Regions from separate parts of the Rattus norvegicus genome. Here regions 1 and 2 are each linked to region 3. A link is a contact called in public Hi-C data. All regions are on one chromosome and are shown on one strand. The core of a region is the stretch at or near the end of the contact, and the rest is flanking DNA. Distances in the headings are between cores, read along the strand shown. Region 1 overlaps Kif26b (kinesin family member 26B). Region 2 overlaps Kif26b (kinesin family member 26B). Region 3 holds the start of Kif26b (kinesin family member 26B).

Region 1 (4,340 bases), core at 1,316-3,815, 98 kb after region 3:
CACGAGCATTGATTTCTTGGGGTGGGTTCTGTTTGCTGGTCTGACCTATCTGTGGCTTAGGAAAAGAAGCTTCTGGGTCCTGGCTATCAGCTGTGTGATCTTGCGTCCCATCACTCCTGCCCTGGGCTGGGAAACTAAAGTCCAGAGGACCAGGGGTCAGGGTTTATATATGGGGACTCGTATTCCCATTCATAGGCATCCTCTCCGCGGAAACCCCGTGTTAAAGGGTTACTTCTACAGTGAATACATTTTATGTGTTTAATAGAGGTGATTAGGTGTGTATGTGTGTGTGTGTGTGTGTGTGTGTGTGTGTGTGTGTGTGTGTGTGTAGGTCAGAAGGCAGTATCAGGTGTCCTCCTCAGTCACTCTGGAGACAAACTGGACCAGAGCTCACAGATTAAACTGAGTCTGAGGATCTCAGGTTCCAGGAGTACACATGTATACCACCAGTATGCTTGGCCTTCCCTATGGATCTAAGGATCTAAACTGAGGTCCCATGCTTACTCTGTGTGCATGTTACCATGTAGGATCGCCCCAGGCCTTTGACGTTGACACATTTCATCAACAGCTCCTCATCTCACAACACGACAGAGCCATGTATTTGTACACTGTTGGCAGGCGGACTCACTCAGGTGTAGTGAGGAGTCTGAGCCGCCCACCAGCACAGGGCTCAGGGCTGCAAATGAATGTGTGCTCTACTGTGGGGGTCCTGGGGGCTTTCACCTGGAGGACCTTCCCTGTAGCATTTCAACAGGGGAAACCATGCTTCCCATCTCGAATGTCATTATGTAGGGGACAAAGCACTTGTTTAGTATAGGCAGCCTTGTTTCTCCTGGCCTAGCTTCTGGCTTCCACGTTGCCTTCTTTAGGAGCATTCCTGAGGAAGAGCTTTGGGTAGGACTCCATCTCGAGGAGCTCAGTGAAGACTTGGCAGGTATTATTTTTATGGCTGTAAACATGCTACTTCACAGTCTCCCTGCTCATAACGTGCATGCGTTGTACAGTGACTTCATGCATGGTCTGCCTTACAGACTTTAGCCATGCTCAGCTGGGTGTGGTGGTGCACACTTCCAGCACTCAGGAGGAAGAGGCAGGCAGGTCTCTGTGAACTGGGGTCCAGCCTGGTCTACAGAGTGAGTTCAAGAACAGCCAAGGCTACCCGAAGAAATCATGTCACAAAAAACTGAAAAAATAAAACGAAGAAAGAAAAGAAAAAAAGAAAGAAACTTCAGCATAGCACATGTTCCTTTTATGTGTGTATAACGAAGATGCAGTTGGCTCACATGATTTTTAATGTTTTATTTGAAAGGAAATGAAATAAGTTCAGAGAGGCTGAGTGACGTCATTAAAGTCACAGCACAGCTAGGAAGCTGAGACAGGAGCTCTTGTCTTCTGACTTCACGTTCATTATTCCTTTGTTTTATTTATTTTATTTTATTTTATTTTATTTTATTTTATTTATGTTAGGTAGGCCTGGTGTCGCACTGGGATGACGAGTATGTGCCTTGCCAGCAGTGTGCATTGTTAGCCGTCCTACCGCCATGCACTGTCTTTTTCGATGGCTGATAAAATAGGTGTTGCTTTCAAAAATTAGACTCACCACAGCGCGGCGGCGGCAGCAGCAGTAACAAATCTTCTTTAAGAATGAGATCTTTTGAACAGCTGTGGGATAATTTGCATTAGAAGAACGCCACTCCCAAGTTACTCCTTTATCAGACATTATGAATCCCTGCCTCATGGCATCGCCCCCCTCAGTGAGAGCGGTACACGGTTAAGCGAGGCTCTGGTTCCCGCTCTTCTTGAACGCATAGCCCCATGGCTGGGAGGTGGGACGGTCGCCACTGGGGCAGACTTCTGGTGGCCTGGGAACATTAGTGCCAAATGTCCACCTTACGTTCATTTACTGTGTAAACCCTAGTCTCTGCAGCCCACTGCCAGGTGAATGGTTGAACAGCGTGCCCTAGGTACATACAAAGGAACGTCGCTCAGTGTTTTTAAAAGAAGGCAACTCTGACACCTGTGGTGTGGATGAATCTCCAAGACCTTGATCAAACACAAAAGAATAAACACCACAGGATCCCACTTAGCTGAGAGACTCCTTTGTAAAGAAAGAGTCAGGAATAGTGGTCATGAGTCTGGGAGGTGGAGGGTGAGTGGTTAGCGTTTCAAGTTGGGAAGACAAAAATGTCTGCCGTGGTTCTTGGTGGTGATTAAAGAACATTAACTGTACGAGTGCTACTGAACTGCGTGCTCTAAAATGATGATGTTGGCAAATTTTGTGGTATGTAACGTTTTGTCTCACACATCCACATTAGTTTATAGAATAGAGCATTGTCAGCTGTGCCTATAAAAACTGAGCGGAGATGAAAAAGCTCACCCGCACAGAGTCCTTCCCCACGGCACCGACTGTGCTCAGAGCCAGAGGTAGTCGGGCCTGCACAGGTGTCCCGTGCCCTTCCGGTTGCTTCCTTCCCCGGCCCTCGGTGCTTGGAGCCGTCCTGGTGAGGGTGAACGCTGGTCCAGGACGGGGTGACTCTCACAGCTGATTGGTAGGGAGAGTACACTGTTCTCTCAGAGAAATGAGAACATGCGTACTGGAAGGCTGCCTCTGCCTAACGTTCCACTCCATCCAGCAGGCCAGATGGCATTTTATGTGGCTTTCACAACGGTGACTTGGGATTGCTTATGAAACCTGTTTGTGTTCCTCCCCAACTCCCTGCCTCCCCAGCCTTGGAGCTTAGCACTCGTGCCTGTGGCATCGTGTGAATGGCCACAGTGTCCCCTTCCTTTCCTCTTTATTTCTGCAGCAAAGCTACCTACCAGCCCTGAATGCCTGCCCAGACATTAACCAGCATAGGAAAGCCTGGTTTTTAATTCTTTCTCATTTTTTAAAAAATTTTCTGCAGCAGGGCTGGTCCTATGAATGGTGAACCTTATGTGCTTATATTCAGTTCTGATTTTTTTTCCCCTCCAAGTTGGGATCATCCATTCAATATGAGCGGTCCTGATGCTAGACTGGCTCTCCCTTCTCTGTCTGGCATCCTATCATCAGATGAAATTTTCATAAGGAATCAAGTTAATTTTAATGTATAATTCAAGAAAAACTCCACTAGGAAGACTGTAATGAAAAGAAATATAGATAGACTTACAAACGGATTTTCAAAATGCTCTTTATATAAAAAAAATCTTTTAGGGGTTGGAAGATACTTAGCAAAGAACCTGCCGTGTGAGCACGAACAACCCAGTTCAGTTCCCAGCACCCATGGGGGAGGAGGGGGACCTGGGTTGTTCCATGCATGCTTGCCATGTCATTGCAGGAGAGAAAGGCAGATTACTGGCTATCCAGACTAGCTGTATTCAAGAGTTCCAGGTTCAGTGAGACCTCATCTCAAAATATAGAGTGGATGGAGATTGAGAAAGATTCCCAATATTGACTTCTGGCTTCCATATGCATGTTTACTTACGTGGATCTGAACACACACACACACACACACACACACACACACACACACACACACACCTTCAGAAAACAATGTTTTAAGAGGATCTTGTTTATTCCAGGCTGACCTTGAACTTGCTAGTGGCTGAGGCTGACCTTGAACTTTTGATTCTTCTGCTCTTGCTGCCCAAGCGCCGGGATATCGGGTTGTGCCACTGTACTTTTTAATGTAATGCTGGGAACCAAACCCAGGCTTCCTGCATGCTGGAAATGAGCTGCCTTAACTGAACCACACCCCTGGCCCCTCTCAGTCTTTGTAGCAGTTCTGTGGAGGAGCTGAGCAGCTTGTCATGGGGGAAACAGAGGCACAGAGAAGTTAAGTGATGAGGGCAAGGCTGCCCAGCAGACTTTGGACAATGCCAGATCTGAGACTCTATCTTCTGGATCCACCTCCAGAACACGTATGGTCACCCCAATATGCCTTCTGGAAAAAGACAGCTCAGCCTAGTGTGAAGTTTCAGCATTACCCATCTCTTTGGGTGGCACTCGGCACCATTGTCCTTCCCTAGCTATATCATAGTGACCGTTTAGGCTTTATAAGAATGCCTTTTACACTTGTGCTTTAGTAACAAGGATCTTTATGTGGTCCTGTGTGTGTGTATGTGTGTGTGTGTGTGTGTGTGTGTGTGTGTGTATGTGTGTGCATGCGCACATATGTAGGTGCATGTGCATATATGGGGCTGTATGTGTACACATGTGGATGTATGTGTATATGGAGATCAATATCAAGAATTATTCTTTAGATATCATCCACCTCTTTTTTCAATTTATTAATTTAATTATTTTTATGTGTATGAATGTTTTACCTGCAAGTATGTATGCATGCATGCATGTATGTATG
Region 2 (4,382 bases), core at 924-3,423, 76 kb after region 3:
TGATGGAAGAAATAGCTCTCCATGATCTCCATCTGCTATTTCTCACATTGAACCGCTACATATCACACATGTACTTACAGCGCAGTCTGACTGCATGCCCTGTCACTGCCCGCTGCCCGCATCTGACTGACCAACCCCGTGACTCTGGGCCTGAGCCAGCACTGCCTCTCTTAGGAACAGCAATTTGTCTTCTGTTGAGATTCCTTTATTCCAACAGTTTAAAAAGAAGAGGCCTGGAAGGCAGCCGCAGATCTCACATCTAAAGCACATTATTTCCTCAAAAAATATCGTCGTCTTCGTCTTCCTGGCAGATAGTAATTTTGAAATTCTTAGACACATACCTGCTGGCGAAGGGAAAATTAGTTTTCTCCGATGGAGTGTCAATGGGTATCTCAGCCGCATCTCAGGGAAGGCTGCATGCTAAGAAGTAGCTGGCATGTGTGTGTGTGTGTGTGTGTGTGTGTGTGTGTGTCTGTCTGTCTGTCTGTCTGTCTGTCTCTGTGTGTGTCTGTGTGTCTATGTGTTTTTTGTATCACTTTGTTTTGCTTTGACATTTTTTTGTTATTGGGTGTGTGTGTGTGTGTGTGAGAGAGAGAGAGAGAGAGAGAGAGAGAGAGAGAGAGAATGAATACGAGGTAGGTTAGGTGGGAAGGGATTAGAGAGGTGGTTGTGAGAAGAGTTATGGGGAGGGGGAACCCATGATCAAAATATATCGTATGAAAAAAGCTTGAATTAAGATAGAAGAGAAGTTGCTAGCCACAGAGATCTCACACTGCCCCTTTGTTCATGAAACTCTGAATGGGCGAACGGTCACAGTCCTCCCTTCACAGTCACTTCGAGCCACACGAAGGGGAGATTTTACTTCTTTCAGCTCTCGATGTCCAACTACCTGGCACCCTCTCCTACCTGTCCCACTGTTCTAGGCAGCCTGCAGGACTGGAAATGCCTCCTCCCAGATATACAGCCCTAGCAAGCAGGCATGAAGCTGACGTATGCACCCCTCAGGACACTTGGAGGCAGACACGGAATGTTACAGTCTGAAGGGAACTTCACCTCCCACCGGTCCAGCCGAGGAAACCGAATCCAGGTTGCGTTATCATGGGCTGTGGTGCTGATGTCAGCCTCTCTCACTTTCTGCACCTTGGGGAACGTGATTGGCTCTTGATAGCACCTGTATGGGAGTGACAGATTATACCCCCATCTCCAGGAAGCACATGGGGGACTATCTCAGGACACCTTTCAGAGGGTGGGGAGAGACCTGCACAGCTCCCCTTCACTGTCTCTGGAATTCTCGTTCTTTTTGAGTTTCTCTCTGTGGGCACATCGTCCAAGTGTGTGAGAAATGAGCTTCCTGGTGCCTGGAAGTATGTGAGTGGAGGTTGGCAGAGACTGAGAGCAGAATTGGGTGTCTTTGGAAGTGAGTCATGATGGGAGATTGACAGGACACACTGTTCTAGACTATTCCTCATCTGCCACCTCCTACCCCTGGTCCCTGGTCATTTCCCACCAGGACCATGAGCCTTGGGGTTTATTGAACACCCATGTACAAAGTCCTAGTATGCACGCGCACACACACACACACACACACACACACACACACACACACACACACACACACAAATATATATATGCAGTCACAGAGCCTGACTGTCTTCCACCCCTGGAGGCACGACCATGTATGAGAAATCAACAACACACTCAGCTACCCATTCTGGTGAAGCATAGCTTCCAAGACCAACAATATCTGTACGCGGGGAGTCTCTGGGCATTTTGAGAGCTGAAGCTGGGGCTCCGTCCTAACCTGAATTGCTCGTCCAGCTTCCTGTGCTCCCCCATGGGCAAACCCTGGTGTTGGCTTTGGATCAGGATCAAAGCTCTTTCTCCACCATCCCAGAGAAAAGAGGCAGCAAACAAACGGGAGCCGTAAAATGGGGAGAAGTTACAGTGAAAGTCTGATGCGATTAGCAGCTGGCAGCCCGCCAGATTCCACCTGCTCTCTCTGGCACCGTGGTGTCTTGTTCCAAGTGTCTTCTCATGGCATCTGACCTGGGGCCTTAGGTAACAATACGCTGGTATGTGCCAAGGATAACAGTGGCACGGCAACTCCAGGAGCAGGCCATGAGGGACAGCATGAGATCAGAGCAGGCAGGGCCCGTGGGTGGGGGCGATGACAAGCGGCCATACTGCACAGGCCAAGGGTGCCGGCTGCTGACTCACCCTGAGACTGGGAGGTTACCTAACCTGTCTGTGCTCCTGTTTCCCTCTGTGTGAACCCGCTTTCCCATTTGGCACCCCGCTTAGCCAGTTGGCAGGAAAGTAAAGCCAGGACACCTGGGAATCACAGGTGCCCTGCATGTTATGCAACAGGTAAGCGCCCATCACGTTGCTGTGACAGCCCCTGGGTGCAGAACCGGCTCAGCCTGAGGATGAGGGCAACCCGTGAAGTGACTGAATCTGTAGTGGGTCACAAGACCTCAGGCTGTGCCAGAATAACTGTATGGGGCACTGACATCTCATAGTTGCCCTGAGCCACATTCTGCTTGCCACTGAAAGACGACATGTTGGAGAGGATAATTTCTTAAGATCGTTTCCTGTTTTGTTTTTTGTGTTTTTAAAATCTGGATTTGTACATACTGGAGAGTAACTTCTGAGCCCCTCAGCTCACTTCTGCTATTTGCCTATCTGCTTGTGTCACTGCCCATCTGATGGGTGTACAGTTGACACACGACTTCAAAAGTCCTCTCTCTGGCGCCCGTGGACTGCCTCCTTCATTTCCCTGCAGACAGTGAGGGCCAGTGCCCCATCACCAGGATGCACAGGCCTTAGTTACTGGCAGGGTTGCTGGGGTCTGTTCCTGTGAATGTCAGTACCCTGATCAGGTCAGTAGCAGTCACGAAGCCCCAAAAATTGAACATGTTTGAATGGTAAAAATGGGGGATGGGTCTGGTTGTAAGTGGTCAGCAAGGGCAGGGGCTGGGGAGGGGGGGGCTCCCTACCTCTTATCCCTGGGAACATGTCACTAAGTTTCCCGTTGCACTGAGAAACATTCGTCTTTCGAGTTGCAACAAGACCAGATGTTTCAGAGAGGCTTCCCTATTGGGTGCCCGGGATGGTTGGCAGAGCTGAGGCACAGTGTGTTGGGGTAGGAGGTTGGTGAGGTGAGAAATAGGGTACATTCTTGGTGAGGTTCCTTATGAGACAGCAGATCCTCCCCCTGGACTCTGCCTGCTCCCTCTTCATGCTCCCCATGCAAGGCCTTAAGAGCTCAGCCTGCAGACCAGAGAGGACTTGATGTTGAAAAAGAGCAGAATGGGATCTGGGATAGTGCATCTCAGAGGTGGTGATGTCCAGGGCAGGAGCTGGGGCGTCATTAGCTTTTGTGGTCACTTCCTGTGTGCCCCAGAATAAGTCTCCTCACCTCTCTGTTATTCCAGAGAGAAAAGGATACTATTAGGTACTCTCTAGGGACCGGAGGAAATACCCCACCCCCTGTGATGCTTTCCAAGCAGTAGGCATTTATAAAAATTAATTTTTATTTTTCTGAGATCATAATTTATTATTTCCTTTTCTCCTTTCTTCCTCCAGCTCCCCCCATGTACACCAACTTTGCTGTCATTCAAATTCATGACTTCTTTTTTTTGGTGTGTGATTTGTAGTCTGAATGTCTGTCTGTCTGTCTATCCCAAAATATATAGAAACAGCCTGCTTAGTCCATATGTGTTGGTAATATTGGCCATTCTGAGTTTTCATCGTGAGGCTGTGCTCCGCTCTCACTCATGGCTGGAATTCCCTTCCTTTGAGTGGCAGGACGAGGGAGGCTCTTCACACACACTGGGTTTCTTTTGCTGAATGGAAATGTCATGCAAGTGTCTGGGTTTTATCATTTCCCCTGTATCTCGTCTGTGTGGGATGAGTGTGTAGCCTGGACTCTTACCCTCCGTCTGTGCACAGCCCCAGCACAGAACAGTGAACATAGTTCTTCATTGATGTGTGCTGATGACTGCTTGGCCAATGGAGGCGGTTGGAGATGTCCACTCTTGACATTTTTTGGAGTGGGGAGAGGGGTTCTTGACACACAAAGTCTAAGGTCTGCACTCTGGATCTGACATCAGTGGCATCTCTTGTCAGAGTAGCATTTCCTATGCTCCTCTGACTAATGGGAAGTGCTGGGAACACGTTTGAAATATCCTGTCTGCACTGGGGCGAGAGCTACTGCAGGTGGGTCTGGGTGTTAGTTAGTACTGATTCCCGAGCTGACAGGCAGATTGGTGTGCTTGTGCACGTGTCTTCAGAGAGTCTCATTTTCCTCGTATGTAGTATGTACACCTGAGTCCCTATTGGAAGGAGCAGAGGGGCAGCCACCAATCAAATCAAGTGTCCGG
Region 3 (4,300 bases), core at 546-3,045:
GCTCATCATTCTTCAGGACGAATCGCGCAGCTCCGCGATGGCTCTCCCCCTTCGACACCCCACCTTTCCCACTTCGGGCTTTACGGGCTCGTCCATTTCACCTGGCCACATGCTGCTTTGAGGCTGATAAGCCGCGCGTAGCTAATGGCGACGATATTTTCTGCGGCACCTAGGCAGAATACAGATGCGGCTGCAGCCGGCGTGGGCTGCCTGGAGGCTACCGTCCCCCTAAGGTCTTCGGCAGATATGATCGCGTTGAAATTGGAAGTAGGAACGTAATGGAAACTTCCACAGTGTTCTCAACATCTTCATTTTGACCTTCTCGCCTCGCTTTGGAGGCTACGAAATATCCCGGGTGCACGGGCTGCAGAGGGCGCTGGGCGGGGATGGCGGTGCCCGGGAGGCGCCGAAGGTTCCCACAGGAAGACAGGATGGGGGGCGTTGCCCCGGGTTCCAGCACCCCAATTGTTGTCTTCTACCCCCTCCTTCCTCGTTTATATGTCGAAGGAAGACAGCGACTAGGGAAGCCTGAAATGTCCTCCTGCCCCCGCCTAGCCCCAGGCCAGGTCTTTCCGGGGTACCCAGATGCCATTACACCACACGTGATCTCTGCGCCCGGCTGGCCCTGCAGGAGGCGTCTCGCGGGGTGTTAATTAAAGGTCACAACAAAATAGACCTGCCGGCTCACCAGAAGAAATGTCCTCCCGGGAAATGAAAAATGACACCCCGGAGCAGCCACGTGTGGAGCCCGGCGTACGCCGGCTTCCTGCGCTCCGGGGCTCTGCGCGGGGTGGGGGTGTGCGTGGGGGGACGGGAATCAGACAGCGGGCGACAGCTGGGTGCTCTGGAGATCCCACAGGTCCGGGTGCTGTCAGGCAATCGTGCAAGGGGACGAGAGGACGGATCCCCGCCTCCGAGGCCGAGCAGCTCGCGCCACACCCCCTCTCCAGGCCCGCGCAGTCCTCCCGCGCGCGCGTGGCGCGGCCGATCCCTCAGTTTCCCCAGTCTAGTAGCGGCAGGCTGGGTCCCTGGCTCACCTGCGTGGGTCTCGGGAGGTTTCCCCATCATTAACAGGGCCTTGGGCCGGTGGGCGGGCGGGGTGCTCAAGGCTCCGGGTGCTCAAATCGGGGTCCAGGGGAGGAGGGTCCCCTGGCCCGCTGGGGCTAGGAGGGCGAATCAAGGCAAGGTTTACCAGGCAGGTCTGGGAGAACAAAGGGCGGGGGGTTGGCCCCGGCCTGTTTGCGGACTTGTTTGTGACTCAATCCGTTTGCACGGCTTTTCAAAGGCAGACCTGCAAGCCTTGCCAGGAAGAGACCAGCTCCCGGGGAGGGGGGCGGGAAGGCCCGGGCGCTGCGTCTCGGCGCAGCTCGGCCGGCTCCGAGCTACAGGCTCCGGTGGTGGGTAGCACCGGAGCCCCCGGCCGCGGGCCCCTAGCCAGCAACTTCCCCGCCTGGAGTCAGATTTACGACCCCACCCCCGCCCGGGCTGCGCCTGGCGATGCCAGGCCCGAGCGCCGCGCTGTAAATGGATCGCGGCCGGCGAGGCGGCGGCGGCGGCGGCGGCGGCCGGGCGGGCTCCGAGGCGGCGGGACCGAGGTTCCCTAGGCTCCGCGCTGCGCCCGGACGCACACAGGCGTCCTGACCGCGGGCTGCTCTCCGGCCGCGCACAGCCGCCCTCTCCCTGCCCTGCGCGCAACTGTCAAGAGAAAACGGGACGGCGCATATTGGCTCGGCGACACGCCGAGGCTCCTCCCCGAGTCTGGATCCTTATATTTTGGGAGAATTTCTTTGAACTCAGTTAGCGAGCTCGGGGAAGGAGGCAAGTTCCCACCGCCGGCTCGGCTCGGAGAGGGCTCGCCCACCTTCCCTGCAGCCGCCCTGCGTCCTCGCCGCCTTCTCGTCCTCCTCCTGTCGGCCCCGCTAAAGGAGAACGCGCCGGCCGGGCGGAGGAAAATGCTAGCGATCTGGATGTGACCGCGAAGAGAGGACGCGTGGCTGGAGGAGGCAGAGGGATGAGAAGACCCATTATTTGAGAACCACCAGCCGCTCCAACCCTTCCTGCAAATTGGTGCTATCACTTCTGGGGTCCATTTGCTTTTATTCTTCCCAAGCCCCCATTAAGAAACCTTGACTTGACGACCAACCCCTACCACGAGGGGGGACGCCTTCTGGGTTGGCAGACCTTTTGGATGTAGCCTTGTGGGAGCATTTAGACCCTTTCCTCTGGAAGAGCCACCATGAATTCGGTAGCTGGAAATAAAGAGAGGCTCGCGGTCTCCACCAGGGGCAAGAAATACGGGGTAAGTTGTGGTCGCGTCCACGCGGAGATAGGTTCCCAGGGACTCATTTGGGCGGGTGTCCTCTGCTTCCCGGGAGCCAGCGGCGGATGCAGGGTCCCCAGCTCTCCGGTGCACCGGCGTCTCCACGGCCGGCGGGGCCGTGCGTGCGTGGAGGCGGGTCTGCAGCTCGCCTGGCTACCGGAATGTCTTCGGCCCTCGTTTCCTCCCTTTCCTCACACCCTTAACTTTTGCAGTATTTCGGGACTTGCAGGCAGAGTTAAGCCGAGGGGGAGTGTTTCCCAGGAATTCCTCTGCGGTTCCCTCGGATCGCTGCTCCGGAGCGGGGAGCCCCTTTGATTACCTGCGGCACCGGGTGTGTGTGTGTGTGTGTGTGTGTGTGTGTGTGTGTGTGTGTGTGTGTGCCCTCAATGAGTAAACATCCAGAAGTCACAGTCACCCACACCTGGGATAGGGTGTTCTAGTACTGTGTACCTAGACCCTTGCTGGGGTAGGTACCGGGTTTGAAAGAGTGGTGCGCTGATTTTCTGGGTGTTCTCGCAGAAGCTGCAGGATACCCATACCCCACAAGCTCTTCTGCTGACCCCAGGAGGAATGGTGGGGGACCTACGCGCGGTCACTCTGGCGAGGGTGGATGGGACAGGACTCCCTTAAGGATTGGTCACTTGAAGGATGGACATAGATGGAGGGCAGGTTCGCATCAGTGAGAGCAGGACGGCGGCCATCCCCCTCCCCGCCTCAGCGCCGGGGACCGGTGGCCCTGCAGGGCCTGACGCCGCGTGTCTCTTCCGCAGGTGAATGAAATGTGCTCGCCCACCAAGCCCTCTGCGCCCTTCTCTCCTGAGAGCTGGTACCGCAAGGCTTACGAGGAGTCGCGCGCCGGGAGCCGACCCACCCCGGAGGGAGCAGGTTCTGCGCTGGGCTCTTCGGGTACTCCGTCCCCGGGTTCGGGCACTTCGTCCCCGAGCTCCTTCACCGGCTCTCCAGGACCGGCGTCTCCGGGCATCGGTACCAGCTCGCCGGGCTCCCTGGGCGGCTCGCCGGGCTTCGGCACCGGCTCCCCTGGCTCGGGCAGCGGCGGCGGCTCCTCCCCCGGCTCCGACCGGGGCGTCTGGTGCGAGAACTGTAACGCCCGCTTGGTGGAGCTGAAGAGGCAGGCTCTCAAGCTGCTGCTGCCGGGACCCCTCCCGGGCAAGGTGAGCTACTGTGGGGGTGCTCTGTGGGAAGCTGCGCCCCACCTTAGGATGCTGCCTCGGGGCGCCCGGGTGTAAGGCACCTAGCTGAGCACCGGGCCTCGTGGCGCAGGGGGATGCCCCCAGTGGGTAAGCCCTACAGTTCTCCTTACCCTGTCTGCGATTCAGCAGCAGCAGCTTGCCAAAGGGGGCAGTAACAGCCAGCTGCTGGGACTTGCAGTTCCAATGGCTCATTTGTGGCTCTACCTTCCCTGCATCACAGAAACACATTTCCCAAAGCCAGCCTTTCTCTCTTAACACTCCATGTGTCTATCTGAGGAAGATTAAGAGGTGGCTCGCTGTGTGAGCTGAGCCGTATCCTGGCCTGCTCCTGGGTTTCTTTAGTAAGCACATTGGTTCCTCCATAGCAACCTGGTCTGCGTGGTTTGACCAGCCAGGAGCCCCCAGAGCCGAACACAATGCAGTTGTATTTGCACAGTTGGGTCCAAGAACTACCACACGATAATATTTACTCTTCCGCTTCAAAGAGTTTTTATCAGTGGTTCGAGAGAAACATCAAGAAGACCACATTGCTGTCGAGATTGCCGACACTGCTCGATGGCATCTTTCTGGTTTATTTTTATGTGACTTTTGGAATGAAATGTTGTGATTTCGAATAGCGGAGCATAGGAGTCACCACATCTGCCTGCGTCTTCTGCTTACACACACACACACACACACACACACACACACACACACACACACGGATGTTTTGTATACCAGGGTTCAATTACACAGACAGCCTCAGTCTGCTGTAAAATTTAAAACGTGA

What was found. Hi-C and Micro-C count contacts between places; a contact is called where the count stands out from the background.
Region 1: a Hi-C map of frontal cortex shows a contact between it and region 3, with 1.6 times the contacts expected there. The contact joins the enhancer-like site here to the promoter of Kif26b in region 3. A contact is called at or near these places in 2 of 12 Hi-C or Micro-C datasets (frontal cortex and liver).
Region 2: a Hi-C map of mammary epithelial cells shows a contact between it and region 3, with 2.5 times the contacts expected there. The contact joins the enhancer-like site here to the promoter of Kif26b in region 3.

Annotation. Positions count from the first base shown.
Region 1 is chr13:92,911,191-92,915,530 of GRCr8, forward strand. All of the region lies in intron 2 of Kif26b (kinesin family member 26B), which reads left to right. Among named protein-coding and RNA genes, the nearest start is that of Kif26b, 98 kb to the left of the region's middle. Within about 2 kb of position 2,566, at least 15 of the 93 cell types and tissues checked have an H3K27ac peak or open chromatin away from gene starts, as enhancers often do.
Region 2 is chr13:92,888,983-92,893,364 of GRCr8, forward strand. The region is part of intron 2 of Kif26b (kinesin family member 26B); the gene reads left to right. Among named protein-coding and RNA genes, the nearest start is that of Kif26b, 76 kb to the left of the region's middle. Within about 2 kb of position 2,174, at least 17 of the 93 cell types and tissues checked have an H3K27ac peak or open chromatin away from gene starts, as enhancers often do.
Region 3 is chr13:92,813,632-92,817,931 of GRCr8, forward strand. It overlaps Kif26b (kinesin family member 26B), which reads left to right and starts at 1,796. Exons shown (of 15, transcript NM_001109079.2): 1 at 1,796-2,299; 2 at 3,091-3,492. The coding sequence starts at 2,237. It also overlaps the pseudogene Eef1g-ps1.